Linked DNA regions of Mus musculus: region 2 is linked to region 1. The links are chromatin contacts, called in public Hi-C maps. All regions are on one chromosome and are shown on one strand. Each heading gives the region's core, a stretch centred on a gene start, on an enhancer-like site or on the middle of the called end of the contact. The rest is flanking DNA. Distances are from core to core; before and after follow the strand shown. Region 1 holds the start of Apoc1 (apolipoprotein C-I). Region 2 holds the start of Plekhg2 (pleckstrin homology domain containing, family G (with RhoGef domain) member 2).

Evidence for each region. Hi-C and Micro-C count contacts between places; a contact is called where the count stands out from the background.
Region 2: a contact with region 1 is called in a Hi-C map of liver, with 2.3 times the contacts expected there. The contact joins the promoter of Plekhg2 here to the promoter of Apoc1 in region 1. A contact is called at or near these places in 1 of 39 promoter capture datasets (frontonasal cranial neural crest) and 1 of 484 Hi-C or Micro-C datasets (liver).

Annotation. Positions count from the first base shown.
Region 1 is chr7:19,690,395-19,695,228 of GRCm38.p6, forward strand. It overlaps Apoc1 (apolipoprotein C-I), which reads right to left and starts at 2,265. Exons shown (of 4, transcript NM_001110009.2): 1 at 2,215-2,265; 2 at 2,017-2,092; 3 at 1,494-1,641. The coding sequence starts at 2,074.
Region 2 is chr7:28,370,578-28,375,411 of GRCm38.p6, forward strand. Plekhg2 (pleckstrin homology domain containing, family G (with RhoGef domain) member 2) reads right to left here and starts at 2,085. Exons shown (of 19, transcript NM_138752.2): 1 at 1,283-2,085; 2 at 538-668. The coding sequence starts at 646. It overlaps n-TIaat16 (a tRNA gene), which reads left to right and starts at 2,422; the gene lies at 2,422-2,516.

The DNA of each region.
Region 1 (4,834 bases), core at 1,015-3,514:
GAGCTGGAGTTACAGGGCTGCTGTGAGCTGTGCTGACATAGGTGTGTGTGTGTGTGTGTGTGTGTGTGTGTGTGTGTGTGGTGGGGTAGGGGCACAGGCTGCTGGTCCTCTGCAGGAGCAGCAAGTGCTCTTAACTGAACCCTATGACTGATTTTTAAAAATGTGAGTTCTGCTGGGCAGTGGTGGCGCACGCCTTTGATCCCAGCACTTGGGAGGCAGAGGCGGGTGGATTTCTGAGTTCGAGGCCAGCCTGGTCTACAGAGTGAGTTCCAGGACAGCCAGGGCTATACAGAGAAACCCTGTCTCGAAACAAACAAACAAAAAGATGTGGATTCTGGGATCAACCAGATCCGCACTGGCATTTCCCCTGGTCTTCCCCTGGTTTCCTTCCATCTTCTTATCTTTTTTTTTTTTTTTTTAATCTTGTTTGTTTTTATTTTTCGCTGGGATTAAAAACATGTGCAGCTACACCCCACAAGGCTTGCCATCTCTTGCTTCCCGCCCACCCCTTCTTTAGCCTGTGCTTGCCCAAGCTGTTGCCGCTCACTCTGGCCTGTGTCCTTGGCCCAAGTTCTCCCCCGAGTCTAGAAGGCCATTCTCTCTTATCTACAGATCTTCCCACCCCAGGGCCTTTGCACTTTCCCTCCAAAGGAAACTTCCTTTGCCAAGTTTAGGCCTGGCTGGATATTTGTAATCAAACTCAGACCTCACTTTAAATGAACGATTTGTCTACTTGCCAAACTGGCTAGCCAACCTGTTTACAGCATACCAGGTGTCTCTCAGGTGTCTTCACCTCCTGCTTTTTGTTGTTGTTTTCAATTTGAGGCAGAACCTTGCCTATAGCCCAGGCTGGTCTCAAACTCCTATTTCTGTTCTTTGCTGGGCCCTTTTTTTTGGGGGGTGGTGGTGGTGTTGAGACAGGGTTTCTCTGTGTAGCCCTGGCTTTCCTAGAACTAGCTCCAATCAGGCTGGCCTCAAAGAGATCTGCCTGCCTCTGCCTCATGAATACTGGGATCAAAGGTGTGCGCCACCACTGCCTGGCTAGTTCTTAACCCAGCATGCCCTAATCTCTCTTTGGCCAGTGTAAACTGCAGAGCCCAGGCCTGTACAGCTTCTGCTGTGCCCCTGCCCCAACTCTCCTACATTCTTTCTCTGTCTCGGAGACTCAAGTCATGACCTGTCTCAAGAGTACACAGGGAGGGGTCAGGGTCTGTCCTAACCAGTCAGCCGCCTAGCTTGGCCCTTCACTAGGACTTGGAAACATCTCTAACAGTTGGCTGGGAGTTACACCGCCTGTCTCCACACTACGAGCACTTTGACATCCAGTTCAATGACTTCAGATACAGTTCTATGACTTCAGGGAAAGTGTCAAACACTCTGGTGCAGTTTCCCCATTGTGTCAGTGTGGAACTGTCTGCTAGGGCTTTTACACACGGGCGCGCGCGCACGCACACACACACACACCACCCGCCCGTGCCCTGAAAGGTCCTAACCGGGTCTTGGTCAAAATTTCCTTCTGTTTGATATGTTCAATGGCTGCCCGGGCCTTGTCTTCCAAAGTGTTCCCAAACTCCTTCAGTTTATCCGGTATGCTCTCCAATGTTCCGGACAAATCCGGGGCCGCCTGGGCGGGGGCTGGGCCTGCCGCGAGAGGGTTGCGAGCAAACTCATTAGCATGGGGGAGGGTATTGGACACTTGATTTTACTGCACCTCTCACCTCCTTGTTTTTACGCTCCGCCCCTTCTAGGAAGATTAGCCAATTCCAAAGGGTGGTATCCTAGGTCATTGGTTACTGCGTCTTTTCTGGACAGAGTTGCCTCCTTCAGCACCCACTTTGACACAAAAATAAGGCACCTGGCAGGTGGGATGGGGGACGATGGGAGGGCGGTAGTGGAATGATGACACAGAAAGGGACCTCAGAGCCCTCCTCGAGGGTCTTCTAAGCCTGGGCCGCAGGCACAAGGCCAACTTCACACTTCCAAGCCTCTTTCTTACCTTCCAAGGCTCTTTCTTACCTTCCAAGGTCATGGCTACGACCACAATCAGGACAGGAAGAGCGATGAAGAGCCTCATCCTGGTTGGAGGGGCACCCTGGAGGCAGACGCACGGGTAGCGGGGGACATCGCTAGTATTCACCACCGCCCTCCACCATGATCCCACCACCCCAATCCCTTAGCTGTAGGTAGTGGGGGGACACTTTCCTATGCACTAACCTGGATCTAAGGATCTCTCAGGAGGCCCATGGCGGTGGGAGGATCCTGCACAGAGGTTTAACCGGTTGGGGAGGGGGCGGAGCAAGCTGGTCGCCCTCCCCCTGAGCCTCCCCCTTGTCTCTGTGTCCACCTACTTTTTCTTTTTTCTTTTTTCTCTTTTTTTTTTTTTTACATAGGCTTTTTGGCTGGCCTGGAATTTGTGATGCTCCTGCCTCTGCCTCTCTAGTGAGTTGCTGGGATTACAGGCATGCACCAACACCAACACAACCAGCCCACTCTCTTCTGTCATTCTGGTCGATACTGGGAGGCAGATCCCACATCCAGGCTTTTTATTTAGGCCCAAGGCTCGTCACTGGTCAGCATCCTCACTTCCAAATCTCATTGATCTCCACCCAGCCTTGGCTGCTCTGCCTACTCACTCTCTCTCTGAGGCTGTCCCACCTTAAGGGGGGGGGTCTTACAAACAACTCCCCTCACCCCCATCTCACCCCTAGCTCACACTGCATCCTCAGGTTAGCTCTTCTCTACCTTCTCCTTGACCAGGAGCCTCAGCTCACATTCTGTCCCGGATGCTGCACCCTGGCTCCCTTCACCTCCAATGCCTTTGCATCTGCACACCCTCAGACCTCCTCGGATGCTCTCTGGGATCTTGGCATCCCCTCATCTCCCTTCCTTAGAAGTTGCCTCTTCAGCTAGTCAAAACTGCAAAGAAGCTAAGAGCCTCTTAGCTTGCAGAGCTCCATAGTGTCCCCTAACTGGCACAACCCCCCTTCCCCCGTTTTTAGGTCTTGTGGGGCCTCCTAGGCCCCTGCAGGCCCTAAACTTGCCTCCCTGCCCCCTCCTTCCACAACATCCTTTCTCTCAGGCTAGAGTCCAAGGCCCTTCTCCCCCCCTCCCCCAGAGCTGTCATTGACCGACAGTGACCCCCTGGCAGCTGGTGGCTAAGGGGCCCAGACTCTAGGTTGGCTGGCCTGGTGCCCCTGCAACCCACGTGTCAGTTGGGGCGGGGGTGGGGGTGGGGACGACGACAACAGGGGGATGGTTGTGAAAGGGGTGGAACAGATTCTCGACCCTGGCTGGGTTGCGACATCTCTGGGGCCAACTCGGCGCTAGCTAGCTTCCAGTCCCTGTGGGCACCAGGCCTGACCCTTTTGCTTCTTGAAAGGAGTCCTGCTCAGTCCTCAAGCGCCCATCTGAATAATGTAACAGATTTCCCCCTTACTCTGCCCAGTGCTTGGTGCTTCCAGTGTCATCCTACTCTTAGCAACAAGGGCTTCCTGTGCCACAGGTAGGGTACGGGAAGCACACAGCTAAGGTTCTAAAACTGCTAGTCATTCAGTTCTTTTTTTTTTTTTTTTTTTCCTTCTTGTTTTCCTCTGTGTAGCCCTGGCTGTCCTGGAACTCACTCTGTACAACAGGCTGGCCTCCATGACTTCCTTCACGATCCTAGTTCTGTAATGTCTTTCTGTGGTCCTTGCCCCACCTCCAGGTCTGCCCACAGGGAGGTGGGGTTCCTTCTTCGTTTAGAAGTAAGGCTCTGCTCCTGGTTGTACATCCCTGCATCCCACCATCATTTGTTAGGTAGAGACAGGAAGACCAGGCACAGTCTTGGTTATATAGATTGAGGCCAGCTTGGGCTCCATGAGCTCTGGATTGAAAACCAACAACAAAGTGATGATGATGAGGAGGATGTGGCTCGGTTGGTTGATGACCTGTCCAGCATGCAGGAAACCCTGGATGCCATCTGTATAGCACCACATAAAACTGGGGGTTAGGATCACACATTGTCTACCCAGTACCGAGGACTCGGAGCCAGGAAGACCAGAGTTCAAGGTCATCCTTGGCTCTACAGTGAGTTGGCAAAAGAGTAGCTCTGGGTACACGAGGCCTCGTTTCAAACCAGTGAAAACAAACTCTCTTCTGTAGAATTAACTAAGTTCTCAGATAGGCCTAGTGGCGCGAACCTGTAATTCCAGCCTTTGAAGATGAGGCAGGAGGGTTCAGAGTTCAAGGCCAGCGTGGCTCAAATAACATCACAATAATTCAGGTCTTCAGAGGGAGACATTCCCTCTATACTCTCCCCTCATCTTGATATTTGAGAGTAGTGAGGCTCTGGGGGTGTGCTCCTAGCCCCTGGGCATGAAGTGTGGCTGTCTAGGGCCCTGTCACTAGCCCACCGACCCATCTTCTCATTGGGCCTAATGAGTCATGTGTGGGAGTGGTGCCTGCCTCCAGATAATGCTGAGTTTGATGCCAGGAAAAGCTGCAGGCTCGGGGTGTGCCAGAGGCAGTTGAGTTCTGAAGCCTTGGCCCGACCCAAGACACAGCTCAAGCCCTAGCCTGCCCCTGTTAGTGGGAGCCCTGCTGAGTCCCTGAGAACTGAGGGGGTGGGAGGAGAAGCCAGCCAGGGGCTCTCCAGCTTCCACCATGACCCCTTTGAGTACCAGGACATGGGGAGAATGGTTTTGTGTCCCCAGCCTGAACTCACTCTCCATACACTTGCTGGGAAAGTCAAAAGGCATGCAGCACAGGCAGGGGAGAAAGAATGGGGCTAAGGCCCCATGACCCAGAGGGAGCAAAGATCCAGCTAACTTCAGAGCAAGGGAGAAAGGCTGAGGTT
Region 2 (4,834 bases), core at 835-3,334, 8.7 Mb after region 1:
TCCCCACAGGTCTCTGCTCCACTCCTCTACTTCTCCAGTCTGATTCAGTACCTATCAATGCTCCTTCCTCTCTGGGACCTAAACCTCCAGTGCTTTTATTCACATCTTCCATCAACCACACCTATCGTTGTGAATCTGCCCAACTGACCTTGTCACTCACATAAGCACAGGCCCTTTATGTTCAAGTCCAAATTCCTCACACGCACGGGGCCCCATCTAATGCAGCCATGGTAGAACCCTTCACCCAGTTCCCTTTCCACCACTCAGCTCTCAACAGCCCCCCACCTCTTCACACTCAACTTTGTCCAGTTACTTAAAGGTGCAGCTGTGAGCCTCTGCACATACTGCTCCCTGCATGCAGAATTCTTCTTTGAGTCCAACTCCTTTCTCCTGAATTCTCAGCTTAGCAGTCTCCTCCGTGGTGACAGGGCTGGGCTATGTTGGCCATGCTCAGCACTAGGCCAGCTATAGAGGGATGCTCATTGTCCTGAAGGAAGGGACAAATGCCCACAGGCTCCACCTGTCTGGGCTGCTCACCTGTTGGAGTGTCACTCACTGCTGCGCAGTCGCAAACTTCACCTTGGTGGCCACACCCGAGCCTAAGGCTGGGTTTGGGCAGGCTCAATCCCCGGGCTCCCTCGGGCATGATTGAGTGGCACAACTCCGACCTACAGAAGAGACCCACTTCTTGGGAACTAGACTTCACCGGTCTCTCGGCCGCTCCTACTCACAGATAGGGTGCTGGAAGCTGATCTAAACTCAAGGAGGGGCCCCAAGAAGATACAAAGTGACAGGAAGAAGGGGCTGAGAATACAAGCCAAAGATGGAAAAAGGTTGAGACAAAGAACGAAGACAGCAAAAGTGCCTGAGTCTGCAAGTCCCATCTGTCTGGGGGCCCCCCTCCCAAGGCTCAGGGATCCTGGGAACTCTCAGGCTCAGGCTGAAGCTGAGGGCGAGGGGCAGGGCTGGGAAAAACCGTGGGCGGGAGAGGCCGCGGGGTCCCAGGGGAGGGCGGAGGCTGGGGGACCGGATGCCAGGGTCCTACAGACTGTTCCTTACCCCGCCCAAGACGGCGTACTGGGGCGCTGGCCCCGAGTCCTCCACCCAGCTCCAGTCGGTCCCTCGGCGCCCCAACCGCGGTCCCCACCGTTGGATTCTCCCCTGTGCAGTTGCAGCCCCCAACTCCAGCCGGCGCCTCCGCTACCCCCCGCCGGCACGCCCCCTCATTGTTCCGCTTCGGCGCCGCCCCCTCCCCCAGCCCCGGGCCCCTCGCTCCCCTCACCTCCCGGGGAGCCACGGGCCTTGGGGTCGGGAGTCCCGCGCGTCTGGACCGTAACGCGCGATCCCTGGGGAGGCTCACAACCCAGACTTAAGGTCGTGAACTTGGGGTTCTCGGACTCCAGAATCCGGGGAGAGTTGGGATCCGGAGTCCGAAGTCTCGGTGTTCTAAATAGAAGATGCTGCAACCCTCTACTCGAGTCTCAGACCAGGGCGCTGGGGACCCAAACTCCTCAGTCTTCTAGGTAGGGCTGTGTGTTGTCGGGAGCACCGGGATTCCAGAGTTTCCAGAACCCGAGGGGCAGGAGTGAAGTCACCTCCGGGAGGGACCGCAAGGACTGGCTAACTCCTCGGTCTCCTGGAGGTGATGGATGCTGCAGCCCTAAGTCGAGGCGCGAGGTCCTGTCCCCAAGTGGCTCCAGGAGGGGGTCTTGGACTCAGAGTTGGGACCCCGTGGGAAGGATGCACGGCCACAGATCCTACGGTCTTCGAAGCCGGGTACGGGACGGGCCTCCAGCCTCGGGGCTGACTTCCCGAGCCCCGGGCTCCTCCAGGAGGGGGCGCTGGACATCAGAGGTCCCGGCCCCTCTGCGGGAGCCGGGACTTGCGGGTCTCTTAAAACGCGGGACAGAGTTCCCGGACGCCTGGGCCCAAGACTATGAACGCCTCGGGCTCCGGGATGAGTGTCCTGGGGCTCTGGGGGCAGCGGCAACGCCGCATCTGGGGCGGGGAGAGTCGGGTCCCAGATGTGGGGCGGGGGGCGGCCGCCCAAGGCTTCTCCTCCCCTTTGCCGCCGCCGCGGCTCACATCCTGTTCCCGCCTGCTGGGGGGAGGGGCCGCCTTCCGGCACGCCCTCCCGTAAAGGCTTTTAAAATCCCCGCCCCCTACTCTGAATAATTGCAAGCAAGCGGTTCCAACGGCGAGTCACCGCCCACATTCCAAGAGCCTAGAGCCGGGAGGACTTTTTACCTTTTACAGCAAGGGCCCAGGAGGCGTGAGAATCTGGAATAGTCTCACACTCTTGTTCTTATTGGTCGATCGGCGGGCTTTATATTTGCATATGCAATGTTGGGCCGAGCCGTTCAACAAAGTCCTGCGACTACAACTGACTGAAGGACTTTGTGGCGCGAGGGTGCGGCCGGAGCTCCAGTGGCGCAATCGGTTAGCGCGCGGTACTTATATGTCAGTGCTAGGCGTAAGCGATGCCGAGGTTGTGAGTTCGATCCTCACCTGGAGCACTTCTTTTTTTAACTCATCTACCTCTTTTCTGGTGTTCTCTCATCAGTTTAGAAGTCTTCACATTTTATAATTTCAATCAAATGTTTTGGCTTGTTTGAGACAGGGTCTCACCATGTAACTCTCTGGCTGGTCTGGAAGTCATTATGTAGACCGGGCTGGCCTCGAACTCACAGAGAGCGCCTGCCACTGCCTCTGCCTCTGCCTCTGCCTCCCTAGTACTGGTATTAAAGACGTGCGTCACTGTACCCGGAAACTACAGAATTTTTGAAGAATGAACATTTCTTTGTGAATTTTTTGCAATGGTCTGTGGAACAGTCCCAAAGTTGCAGTTTCTATTCTGGTCGCCAGAGGGCAATAACGTCTCTTATTAGATGGCCTGGGCGTCAGATAAAATCCAAATCTCAGATCCCAGGGATGGATGGATGCTTACAACACACTCTTTATGGATATTTGTCTTCTACAGGTTTCTGAACAGATTTTTTTTTTTTTTTTTTTTTTTTTTACTGACCACTCACTAGGAACTGTATCCTCTGTCTCTGAGGACTTGACTTTTTACTAAGGAGACTGAGTACTGAAAGTCTACGAATTAAGTACTTTTTTTTAAAATTTGACTTTCCCTATGTTACCCAGACTGGCCTAAACTCCTGGCTCCCTCACCATCTGGGAGTGTAACTGTATCGTTAGATTAGCTACTGATAAGTATGGATAAGTAGGGTGGGATGCAGATTATCATAGCTGTCATGGATGGACTGTTTTTATTTTATGTGTATGGGTGTTTGGCCTGCAAGTGTGTCTGTGTACCATGTTCATGCTTGGTGTCCAAAGAGACTGGAGGAGGGCGGCAGATCCCCTGGAACTGCAGTTTCAGAGGGTTATGGTGCAGGGAATCAAACCAGGTGCTCTGTCAGAGCCGCCAGTGTTCTTAACTGCTGATCCATCTCTCCGGCCCCAGGGGAGATCTTTGAACAGACAGACACCTGGAGGAGGGGAAGGAGCCATGGGAACACCAGAGAGATGTTCCAGATAACACTCTAAGGCTGAAGATGGGTGTGTTCGTGGAGCAGGTGAGAAGAGGTGGGGGTGTGGAGATGCAGGCTGTTGGCTGTGGTGAGGATTTTGACCTTTGTGATTTGCCTCTGGTGTTCTAACAAGCTTCCGGGAGCAACTTACTACACAGGTCCTTTTAGAACTGGATACTAGTAAGGTGGGCTTTCGATGAGAGGGCCCTGGAGGCTGGAGTGAGCTGTAGTCTTGGCTGTGTCTCCGGAGCAGGTCTAAGGGGCTGGTGTCACAGCATTCCTAGTGTCCAAGGAGGCCAGGAGAGGACTCTGGATCCTGTGAAATTGGAGTTGTCACCTGTCATGTGGGTTCTTTGCAAGAGAAGCAAGCCCATTCTCTTAATCTCTCAGCCATCTGTCCAGGACCTGGAGAGGTTATATACTTAGACCAGGATTTTTTTGTTGTTGGTGGTGGGTTTTTTGTTTGTTTGTTTGTTCTTGGTTTTTTGAGACAGGGTTTCTCTGTATAGCCCTGAGCCCTGGCTGTCCTGGAACTCACTCTATAGACCAGGCTGGCCTCGAACTCAGAAATCTGCCTGCCTCTGCCTCCCAAGTGCTGGGATTAAAGGTCACTACTGCCGGGCTAGACCAGGGTTTTGCAGACGCTGAGCAGGCACTCTGTACTTAGCTACACCCCCAGCCCATGGTGAGTGAGTGAGTGAGTGAGTGTGTGTGTGTGTGTGGTGTGTGTGTGTGTGTGTGTGTGTGTGCACGTGGAACATGAGACTTTTTTTTTTTTTTTTAAGTTTTCGAGACAGGGTTTCTCTGTGTAGCCTTGGCAGTCCTGGAACTCAGTCTGGCCTGGAACTCAGAAATTTGCTTGCCTCTGCCTCCCAAGCGCGCCACCACGACCGGCTAACGAGAGACTTTTTTTTTAATTATTCTTTTTTTTCTTTATTTTGTTTATGAGTATACTGTCACTGTCCTCAGACACATCAGATTCCCATTGCTGTGGTTGTGAGCCACCATGTGGTTACTGGGAATTGAACTCGGGACCTCTGGAAGAGCAGTCAGTGCTCTTAACCACTGAGCCATCTCTCCAGCCCCCGAGAGACTTTTTAAAAGGCACCAGTGCCAGGGTAGTAGCTGTGTGCTTCTGTTTTCTAGTGTCCCTCCGTTTCTTCCTCTCAATGTCCAGTGCTTGCTTCTTACCTCTACCTTCCGGGTGCCTCGGGGAATTTTGAGTTTGTTTCCCTCACCCACCCCTGTTCTACATACCAGGGCCCGAGCTCGGTCTCACAAGGGAGGCAGTTTCCTGG